2 separate regions of the Cricetulus griseus genome follow, and region 2 is linked to region 1. A link is a contact called in public Micro-C data. All regions are on one chromosome and are shown on one strand. Each heading gives the region's core, a stretch centred on a gene start, on an enhancer-like site or on the middle of the called end of the contact. The rest is flanking DNA. Distances are from core to core; before and after follow the strand shown. Region 1 holds the start of Mtbp (mdm2-binding protein). Region 2 holds the start of Deptor (DEP domain-containing mTOR-interacting protein).

Evidence for each region. A called contact is a pair of places that touch in the nucleus more often than the background predicts.
Region 2: a contact with region 1 is called in a Micro-C map of the CHO-K1 cell line, with 5 times the contacts expected there. The contact joins the promoter of Deptor here to the promoter of Mtbp in region 1. A contact is called at or near these places in 6 of 8 Hi-C or Micro-C datasets (the CHK-Q cell line, the CHL-YN cell line, the CHO-K1 cell line and 1 more).

Annotation. Positions count from the first base shown.
Region 1 is chr10:31,909,627-31,915,251 of CriGri-PICRH-1.0, reverse strand. It overlaps Mtbp (mdm2-binding protein), which reads left to right and starts at 2,489. Exons shown (of 20, transcript XM_035449696.1): 1 at 2,489-2,805; 2 at 3,772-3,852. The coding sequence starts at 2,685. Mrpl13 (39S ribosomal protein L13, mitochondrial) reads right to left here and starts at 2,461. Exons shown (of 7, transcript XM_027431690.2): 1 at 2,297-2,461; 2 at 365-488. The coding sequence starts at 2,323.
Region 2 is chr10:32,384,065-32,389,689 of CriGri-PICRH-1.0, reverse strand. It overlaps Deptor (DEP domain-containing mTOR-interacting protein), which reads left to right and starts at 3,190. Exons shown (of 9, transcript XM_027431694.2): 1 at 3,190-3,465. The coding sequence starts at 3,350.

The DNA of each region.
Region 1 (5,625 bases), core at 1,240-3,739:
TCTTTCTAGGGAAGAATTTTTAGAAAACAGGCAGGACTGCTGTTAAAAAAAAAAACAACTCTCTACTCAAAGCCATGTCACATGAGAAGAGATGGGTAAGAAGGGAATCCTAATTTACAGTGCAAGTCAGGACACTATTAGAGCTGAAGTAAGGGCTACTGGTGATTTACTGTTGGTAAGAGTGTTTTCTTTCAGTAAGTCAAATTCAGTTTAGCACTGGATGAGGACTGCCAAAAGGAAGAGAATACAGAATCCTCATATACCCACAGAAAGGGACCCTTAAACACAGTTCCATAAGCTTCACAAGTTCCTCTTCTGGAGTGTACACTATATCTGCTAATGAGGGGTCTACAACAGTACTTACTCAGCTGGTGGTACACTGGTTTATGTAGTCCTTGAAGCTTTTTTGATGCTATAGCTGCAAGTTTGCCAGGGGGCTGCATCTTGCCATCTAAGAGATACCATATTCGAGCAAAAGTGGCCCATTGCTTGAAAATAAAGAAAAAAGATGAAGAAAATCCTAGTTAGAATGGAAATAATTAAATACATTATCACATGCCATCGTCTGTATTCTACAATTAATGCCAACAATTACTTTGAAAAACAGACTATGACTAAAATGTATGTGTGTGTGCATTTTGTTTTCTTTACCAGCTCTAAAGTCTTCTCTCATTACTGTATAGAGATAGTAAGTGTATTTATACAGAAAGTTGGGTGGCTAGTTGTCAACTGAAGATAATTTAAGACCTCAGTTCTAAGAGAGTTAAACACAACTGCATGATCAGAAAAGCACAACTGAAATCCAACATTTCTATGTGTATGTGAGACACTGGGGATACTAGGCAAGCACTCCACAAAACTGAAACACATCACTAGCCCCGTTAATGCCTTTGAGTCAGTTCTGCTGAGTTACTCAGTTTGGCCGTGAACTCGCTCTGTACCCCACAAAGGCTTGAACTCACAACCCTCCCACTTCAGCCTCCAGAGTATCTGGTATTATAGGCTTGTCTTCAACAGACCTCTTTATGTCACCTGAGAAAAATCACGCTCTTCAATATCTCCAAACTAAGAAAATTATCTATCTCTATTCCGGAAAACTCTTGGCCAGGTGCTTTCATTATGCATATCTGCTAGAAAAATACAATTCAGCTTGGGGTTTCATATTAGTTATCCTAAACTTTAAGCTAGCCCATGCATACGCAAAGACAAGTTTCCCCCATCCCATGGAGACCAATCCTTAAAACAGTTTGACAAACAATACAAAAGCTGCCACAATGTCAACTTGCTGTCAAAGTTTAAAGACATTAATTTTCACATCCTGTATTTACCTCATTACAGACAGGCAGCAACCACACTTAAAGGAGCTGAACTTCGAGTGGCATTAGGCTAGGAGTCATCTTGGATTAACACACAAAAACCACAATTCCGTCTCTTCTCCCTAAAATCTGCTTCGGTTCCCGTGTTCCCTACACCACCGCCTTCCGGTTGCCCAAACCAGAATTCTTCGACGTCACTCTTGTTTCTTCTTTCGCCCACGTTCGATCCTTTAATACATACTGCGGGCTGTTCACCACTCCAGTGTTTTAGCCTCACTCGTGCATGAGCGTCTCGCATGGTATACTAGAATAGCAATCCAAACTCATTTCCTCCTTTTCTCCTTCACACACAGATCGACATCTGTGAACATCTTCCTTCTGGCAGCCTGGGTGCTAGGTCTTTTTAATGCCTAAGGCGTCCAGGTCAAAACCGCCAAACAACTCCCCATCCTTCAGTTCTTTTGCGACAAGTCTCACGTAGCGCAGGCCGACTTCAAGCTTGCAATGGAGCCGAGAAGGCTGACCCCGAACTTAGCATCTTCCTTCCTTCCTCCACCTCCCAAGTGCTGGAATAACAGGCGGGCTCCGTGGGGACGGAACCCAGATGCTAGACACACACTGTGCTCAACCACACGCAGCTCCACCCTCTCCCTTCCCCGCCAGACTCCACTGCAGCAGACAAAACTGACCAACTTTCAGCCGTTCCACTCACTGTCTCCCCGGAACGCTCCCAGGGCTGTGTGCGAGCAACGGCAGCCACGAAACGGGCAGCCGTAGCCAAGCACAGATGTCAAAGCGGTGGCCCGAGTCCCGACCCCCCACCCCCGGCCCGTGACTCCGCCAGGAGCTTCCGGGCCACGGGTGTCAGCCGCTTCTTCCCCGAAGGCTCAGCATCTGCACCGAGTCCCCGCGGAGACCGCCGCTCTGCACTCGGGCGAGCGCCCGGCGCACACCACCCCTCCGGAGGCGCGCGAGCTCACCTGCGGCGCCCTAGAGAAGCTGGACATGCTCCCCGACTTCCGGCGTCCCTTTCGCTTCCACTCGCCCGGTCGCCGTACCAGCGACCCCCCACGAGTCCGGCCGGAAACAAAGACAACGCAGCACGAGGGTTCCTACCGCGGGCGAGCGCTCGTCGGCTGCTTCTCCGCCACGCTCCGGCACCGCGCCTCCCGGAGCCCTTTCGTTACGAAACAGGGCCAAGGAGAGTGGCTTACCCAGAGCGTCGTTTCCCCGAGTCATCGGCGCGAAAAGCGCCCCGGGGACATCATTCCCGGCTGGATAGCGAGCCGGGCGGCGGGAAACCGGAAGTGCGCGCGGCGCGCGGCTCTTTGGAGCCCCAGAACTGGATGGAGTCTGGGCGCGAAGGACATGGATCGCTACTTGCTGCTCGTCACCTGGAGGGAAGGCACGCTTCCGTCGCCCGCAGGAGGGGACAGCGAACCCGGGACGGAGGCGGCGGCGTCCCCGGACTGCACCGAGAAGCAGCCTCGTAAGCTCCGGGCTGAGAAGAGGCGGGAAAGCGCGCGGGGAGCCCAGGGGATCGGAGTTTCTGAGGGGGTCCCCGGGGGTGGCAGGAGCGCGGGCCGGACGTCCGTCCCGGGACGCTGCCCTCCCTGAGGAAGTTTCCTCCGAGTTTCCAACAGTGTGGTCAGGAAGAAAGATAGGCTCACGTGTGGGTGGTGGATCCCAGTGCCCCAAGGGTTGGGCACACTGAGCTGGGGCATGACTAGAATTTCTGCCCTCTGGGCAGGTGTGTATTTAGGAAGTGTGTCTGTTCCACCTTGAAGAAAATGCAGAAAGACATAGATTCCACGGATCTCGGGTTACATTCTATGCAGGAGACACGCGGCACTTTTTCCTTTTTTTTTTTTTAAGATTTTATTTATTTATCATGCATACAGCATTCTGCTTCCATGCACACCAGAAGAGGGCACCAGATCTCCTAGCGGATGGTTGTGAGCCACCATGTGGTTGCTGGGAATTGAACTCAGGACCTCTGGAAGAGCAGTCAGTGCTCTTAACCTCTGAGCCATTCTCTCCGGCCCTTTTTCCTTTTTTTTTTTTTTTAAATTACAGATTTTTAAACGATTTTAGCTGCTTTTGATTACATTGCTTTTTGATGCCTCTGTCTAGTCTCGTTGCATTTTCCTCGTTTTGGTCAAGCAGATTTTTTTGTTTGTTTTTGAGGAAGAAATGTATATGGTTCATTTTGGCAGGAAGTCTTTGGTTTCTTGTTACTGACTAGCATGGACGAACCAGCAGCCTTGACTATTTTCTCTGCCTGCTGAAATTTAGTTCATCAGCACTTGAATAGAATCTTAGTCCACGCGTATTCTGTATCCAACATTCTGGCCTTCATTCAGGTCCTCTGATAGTGAAGTTGAAACAGGGCTAGATTCTGTTAACCCTTGAGCCCGCCGAGTAACATGACTGTGCTAGGCCCTTACTTTGGCAGACTTGACGGCATCCACTATTTATCACCTCTTGAAGAGAAGCATCAATGATTCCAGCCGGCCGGATGACGCTACATTTCCTGGTAAGTTATCACAGTATAGCAAAAACCCCTGCCCCCAATCTGGCCCAGCATTTTATTGGAAATCAGTTAGTTTGATAACTTAGAAGAAATACTTGTTGATTTTGCATAAGTCACAGGGATATGGAGGTGTCTTAAGAAAATACTCAGCAACGTTACCATTCCTTCCCACTAGTTGAATGTTGTAAGTTGCTACAAAAGTTACTGTGGACTCCCAACTTGAGTTTTGTTCTACCTCCCCCTCCCTTTAGGTATATGTAGCATAGGGTAGTGTGGCTTTGTAAAACGTTCTTGCCTTGAGTAAAGACTCATTATTAAAGCTCACACTCTGACTTTACCACTTATTTGTAGATTTTGTTTTTTCCTGTCCATTCTTACTGATTCTCTCTCTCTCTCTCCCTCTCTCCCTCCCTCCCTTCCTCCCTCCCTCTCTCCCTCTCTCACCTCTTTCTCTCTCTCCCCTCTTTCTCTTTCTGTCTCTCTCTGTGTGTCTGTCTCTCTCTCTCTTTCTCTCTCTCCTCTCTTTCTCTCTCTCTCTCTCTCTCTCTCTCTCTTCTCCTCTCTTCTCTCTCTCTCTCCCCTTTTTCTCTCTCTTCCCCCTCTTTCTCTCTCTGTCTCTGTCTCTGTCTCTCTCTCTCTCTCTCTCTCTCTCTCTCTCTCTGTTAGTTTGTTTTGTTCCAGACAGGGTTTCTCTGTGTAGCTTTGGAGCCTGCCTAGGAACTCGTTCTGTAGATCAACCTGGCCTCAAACTCACAAATATCCACTTACTTCTGCCTCCCCAGTGCTGGGATTAAAGGCATGCGCCACCACCGCTGCTACTGATTCTCTTAAGAGAAAAACAACTTTGTACTTGCTAAAGTTAGTCTTCTCCTCAGTTCTCAGTACTTTGACTTTTTGAAGTTATTTCACTTTTTATTTATTTATTTTTCTTTGTAAGAAATCTTTGCTCCCTTTAGCGCTATTGGTATTTTACAAATGCAGTTGTTTGCTTTGATCATTTTTTTTTTCTCTTGCTTCTTCTCCATCTGATATGAAAACAGATCAGATCCTAAAAGCTGAGGGAAATGTCTGTAGATGCCCCCACTTCGATAGCTGGTAGTCTCCTGAATCTATGATAATCCTCTCTTTTCCTTTTCTGATTAGAGAATCTCCATTCTCTCTGGGGCAGCGCTCACACTGAGGAATGCTTTCTTGTGTGAGCTGTACTAGTCTGTTGTCCAAATACTAATGGTACTAGTTTCTTAAGTTGGTAAAGGGTACATGGTGCTACTATTATAGCAGCAAAGATTTCCCCCCTTTGTGCTTTAAATGTATATGTAAAAGAGATCTTGGGAGCATTGTAGAGGTTCTCTTGAAAGTATTCATTCTGCTTGTATGGGCAGAGTTTCTTATAAGTCTTTCCTTTTGCATAGTAATGCAGAACTCTGCCTGTGACTGTGCAAGCTGAAGTCATTCGTGACCTTCCTAATCCAATAACCAATTAGATAATAGCTCTATCAAAGCTAATAAAAACTCTTGTTGGAGGCCATCAGGATGGCTCAGTGGGTAGAATACTCATGGGTTTACATCAGGAGACCATGAGGCAACAGAATTGAGATCCTTTGCTGTCCCTGTTCCATTGTTTTATTCCTTGGGCTGTCAATATTGTGAGATACTTCTCCATTAGTTTACTGTGAAAGATTTTGCTGGGATTATTTTCCTTGGAACAGACATCCTTACCCTTTTGTTTATCATAGTAACTGATCCAGAACTCTTTTTTGTTCGTTTGTTTTTGTT
Region 2 (5,625 bases), core at 1,941-4,440, 470 kb before region 1:
AGTGGAGCTGGCGGTATATAAGCCTTCCCTTTGAGAACAGAAATTCTGAGGGGATAATCTGCTTGCAAGTGGAGTCAGGAACCAATCCAAAATCTGTTAGGATTCTCAGCTCTTCCAAAATCTTGGTGGCGGATGAATTGCCAGAGCAATGCCCTTCTTCTTCCATAGTTAGTCACAGGCACCATTGCTCCAGGATTCACAGTCTTGGGTATCTACTTGTCCTCGGTAGTCAATTCCCTGTTAGAAGAGAGTCTTCAGTGGTGGAGTATGATGTATTCCATGTATCAAAGTGAAATCTTAAAGTTTAATACCTAACAGCAAACTAGCTTTCATTATTTACAAATATCTTCACATGTACACAAACCACTACCACCAAGAATACAAAAGACACACACACACACACACACACACACACACACACACACACACACACACCAAATGGGAGGGGCTTTCAAGGAAAATATCCAGGCCCAGCAGCACTTGAGAAGCAGAAGCAGGAAAATCAGGAGTTCAAGTCCAGCCTTGGCTATATGAGATTCTGTCTCAAAAAGTTGAATTTAAAAATAAAATTAAAAGTTACTTTCCCTTTCAGGTCAGGTATTTTTCCACCTAGAAAATTTTAAGCCTTAAAATATGGTGCTTTTTTAAAGAAAACCATAAATATACAAAATTTTATTATTAAAATGGATCTTCAAAATTTTATTTAATGAAAGCATTATTTCATAAAGGTCAAAGACCAATCCCTAGAAAGTAAGAGTTATTCTTCCTGTTTTATCAATTGAAACTCAGAACCAAAGAGAATTAGTGACTACTATAAGATTGCAAACTTAGACGAAAATAGAATGAAAATCAAGATTGCTTGGGTAAGAGAATCGCCCATGCCAAAAAAACAAAACAAAAACAAACCTCAATTTTCTGTGTAATAAGCATAAAACTTAAAACACAAGAAACAACAGCTGGGCATGGTGGTGCTCACCTTTAATCCTAGCACTTCCAAGGCAAAGACAAGCAGACCTCTGAGCTCTAGGACAGCCAGACTACACGGAGAAACCTTATCTCAAAAAACCCAAACCAAACCAAAACCAAAAATAAAACCATGAGAAACAGACAGGTGTTAACTCTCATTAAGTCTAGGCCATCTACCTCCATTACTGTGAATAAAGGTTATACTATCAAAATGAGACCCTTGGAATCACATTTAACTAAAAGCTGTTGCTCTTGGTCCACTTTTTAAAATATTGTCTGTTTATAAAAGTAATAAGCATAATTTCTTTTTGGCAGAGGGGTTGCCTAAGATATTCTGTTAAGAGGAATTATTTCCTTTCTGGAATGTGGCTGAGCATAGTCTTGAAAATCTATAGAATAAGCATTGGCAAGTGGTGGTGGCACACACCTTTAATGCCAGCACTCAAGAGGCAGAGACAGGTAGATCTCTGTGAGTTTAAGGCTAGCCTGGTCCACAAAGCAAATTCCAGGACGGGCTCCAAAGTAATACAGAGAAACCCTGTCTTGCATAAATAAATAAATAAATAAATAAATAAATAAATAAATAAAAGAATAAGCATCGAAGGGCTGCCTAACTTACTAGTTGTGAAACTTAGACAAACAATTCTCCTTTCCCATTTGTGTTTGAAGCACTAATATCTAACAGGGTTTTGTGAGAATAAATTAAACAACATTAAAAAGGTTTGAGGTGTCAGATAAAGCACAAACATAAATAAAAGCTCAAAATACTGTTCAATACTCCAGCAAACCGTGAGGACTGGTCTTTTTTGAGCACTAGGAAGACTAATGTGAGTTTTCCTGTTGAAAAAAAAATAGATCAGAATATGATACTCAGTGCTTGTAACCCCAGCCCTTGGGAGGTTAAGGCAGGGGGATCCTGAGTTTGATGTCAACCTGGGCTACATGGCAAGATTCTATCTCAAACAACATATTTTAATCCGTCTCTTAAAATGGGACTGCAATGGTTTTGTTTACCAATGATTGGGCTTTGCAAAATGTTAAATGTTCTATTTTTGTGCCCAGTAAGGGTCAGACCTCATCTTCAGCAGGGTCAAGTAAGATTCATAACAGCATGGGATATGGTATGAGGTGACACTCCCTGCATCTTCTCACAGGTATTACTGTCCTAGGACTGTGACAAGGTACATAGAAACAAGTGCCGGTATCTTACAGAAGGGAAATTCAAAGACACTTCAAAATATTTATCCAACCATGAAAGACACAACCTCTGAATTGCAGCTATGTGGAAGTTTACAAACCCAAAATGAAAAGGGACGAGGACAACCGATTTTTTTGTGAACATTTTAGACCATGTCTGCCATTCAAACGCATTTAACTTCACTCTTTACTGCATTGCTCATTTTGCCAGGTGTGCTTCTTTTGTCCTAGTTTGTTTTATGAGACAAGGCATCTATGTAGCCCAGTCTTCTTCAAACTCAACATCTTCCTGTGTCATCCTCTGAAGTTGTGGGGACACAGGTGTGTCACCACGCTTGGAAACTTGCAGTTGTTTTAAAACACAGCCTACAATCTAGAATGACCTTGCCTGCTTGCATGAGAGAAATTACCTCACTCCTCCGAGTCGCTTTCTGGATGTTAAAGGAAGGCCATGCTAGGATTATGATCTGCAAAAACTAAGCAAGGCATCAACCTACCCGAAACACCTCTAATGCACCAGGTGTGGACAGGTGCTAGCTACAATTATTGTAAGAAAGAATTAAGAGCATTTAGGTAGGAAATCACAGGAATGAAGCCAGAGTCTTAGTCTTTTTAAACCTCAGGCCAAGATGCTTTACTGACTCCACTTAAGGTAGTAGGCTGCCTTCAGGGAAAGTGCTCAAAAAGAGTGGCATAGCCCTTCAGCGACATCCTGGATTGCTCGTTGATGGAGCATATTGTTCTCATTTTTATCCTTTGCAACTCGGCTATGGGAAACACAGTAAAAATGCAAAATTTTTAAATGCAAAATTCCCCAGCATGAGTTTGGGAGTGGAGTGAAAAAAAAGAAAGAAAGAAATATAAAAGGAGAAAAAGCTCAACCTCCTGAAGAAACACTGCTCGCCCACCGCCCCGCCCAGATGTTTATATTTTTCTCCTTGGCTCCGCCCCCGGACCACGAGCGAGCGGCCAGGCCACGCCCCCAGGCTCGAAGTTCCAGGGCGGGACTCGCCCAAATCTTCTGCTTGCCCGCAGGGATTCCCTCGCCAGCCAATCGCGTCCGAGCCACGGGACCGCCAGGAACAAAGATGGCCGGAGCGGCTTCGGCGAGGGCAGGCTGATCGGAACGCCAGGCACCCGGCGGGCCAGCGAAGGCTTGCAGAGTGGCAGCGGCGCGGTCGGGAGCATGGAGGAGGGCAGCGGCGGCGGCGGCAGCGACAGCAACGCCGGCGGCAGTGGCGGGGCGCAGCAGAGAGAGCTGGAGCGCATGGCTGAAGTCCTGGTCACCGGGGAGCAGCTCCGGTAAGCAGAGGGTCGCGCTGCCCGCGGCCGTCCGGAGGGCGAGCTCCATGTGGCTCGCGCCAGGCTGGTGGCGCGGGCGCGTGGGGCGGCTGCAGCCCCGGGACTTGCAGCTGCAGGGACCGATGCCGGGGACGCATGGTGCATGCTGGGCTTCTGCAGCCCTGCGTCCCCGCGGGCTCGCCCGGTGCGAGCTTCCCCTGATGACACAGCCTAGCTAGCCGGCACGGTCCCCAAAGCAGGGTCGGGTCGGACCGCAGCCCCTGCACCTCCAGATAAAAGGCACCAGCGAGCTCCACGAGTGCCTTGCGTTGCGCTTCTCTTGTTGCTAGCAAGGCAAGCTTCCCTTCCTTGAGTCTCGGTTCACTTAGGGACCGATCTCTGCCAGTCCCATGAAGGCTCGTCTTGGAAAACCTCTCCGAGCCCTCTACCTATCCCTTAATTGGCACATCGTCAGTTGTCACTTGGGTCCGCAAGGGGGCGTGGAAGTACCTTGTTTAGGGCCCACGTTTGGGACCCTGGAGTTTGGCCGATCGCCCCGCACTTTTCCTAGAATTATCACTTGCCCAATGTCAGAAATCCAGGAACAAGCCCTGACCTCCAGGGCCCCCTTGGCATTCCCTTCGCTTCCTGTTCCTTTTTCTTGGGCATATGCCTAAGGCTTGGGCTTCCGCAGCTGCCGCTCTTGTGGTCATAAATCCGACTGCCAGTTAAAATGAATCCGGCTCTACGACGTTTCTGCCAGAACTTGAACCACGAGCCCCCGGTCCAACCAGAAAGATGTGCGCTATTTTCCCCTAGTACTTGGCTTGATTTTTTTTTTTTTCTCCTGCTGATTTCGATTTCTAAAAGGCTATTTCAAGACTTGAAGGAGAATTTTGCAAAGGTCCCTGGAGGCCTGGTAAACCATTGGCTTTGCAGGGCTCGGTTTGAGGAAGTAGGTGTTCAAAACCAGGACGATATAGTCTAGCGCGACAAAAGGAAAATCACGCATTTTGGTTCCTTGTTAAATTTCAAGTGTGTGGCCACAATTACAGGGAACTAAAAACCTGTTTCCCTTCATCAAGAGTATCTCTAATTAAGAAGATGATGCAAGAGTATCTCTAATTAAGAAGATGATGTAAAGCTTTTCTGATTTAGTCTGATTTTCTTGATAGTTTAGTGCTTTGCTCTTTACTTATTGTATTGCTGTTTGAAAAGGCTTCCCTGGATGGGATTTCTTACTTTGCGTTTCGTTTACAAACATTATTGTGTCACTTTCTCCTTCAAGAGGCTGGCTGCATCTTAGCCAGGCAGTGATGGCACACAGCTTTAATCCCAGTACTTGGGATGCAGAGGCAGGTGGATCTCTATGAGTTCCAGGCCAGCCTGGTCTACATAGCGAATTCCAGGCCAGGCTCCAGAGTTACAGAGACACCCTGTCTCCAACAACCAAAATGTACCTTCTTCAGGTTCCTCAGAGCACTTGCTGGCTTTCCAGCCACAGTTCTGCAGACAGAAGTGTAAATAAGTTCTCACTCCGAGTTAGATCTGGCTTTGAATTTCTGTTCCTCCTCCATGTAGCCTAGTGTTACCATGACTTTGTTTTGAGGAGGGCTTTAAGGCAGCATGAATCCTGGCCTTGCCCTTTACTTAGCTAGAATAGGGCCTTGGACAAGTTATTTAGGCAAGAAAGACGAGTAACAATGGAATTTGCCTTGCAGTAGGTTTTTATTTTGTTTTTTGTTTTGTTTTAACCTTGCAGCGTTGATTACGAGGCTTATTGCAGTAAGTGTTTACACCGGTGTTGATACACACCATGTGATTATTAGCCAGTGTAGCCGAGCTTAGACAAATGAATTTTCTCATCTGAGCTATTTTCTCACCTGTAAAGTTGCCATGAAGATGAAAGTGTTTCAAGGGGTGCTTTGAGGATCTGACCCCAGGCTTCCCATATTAGTGAGCAATCTGCAAGGGCTTGCTGGAATGAATGGGTGTTAGTGTTCTCTTTGCACCACCACTTCTGTCTCTCAGGCTGGTAAAATGTGTCCAGAAGACTTGGATGGTTATTAAGAGTACAGGATGTTAACAGACTACCCCGGGTTTTCTTTTTCTGCCTCTACCATGTGTTACCTCTGTGACCTTGGGACAATTAATCTCTTGCCTCAGATTCCTTTTTGTAGA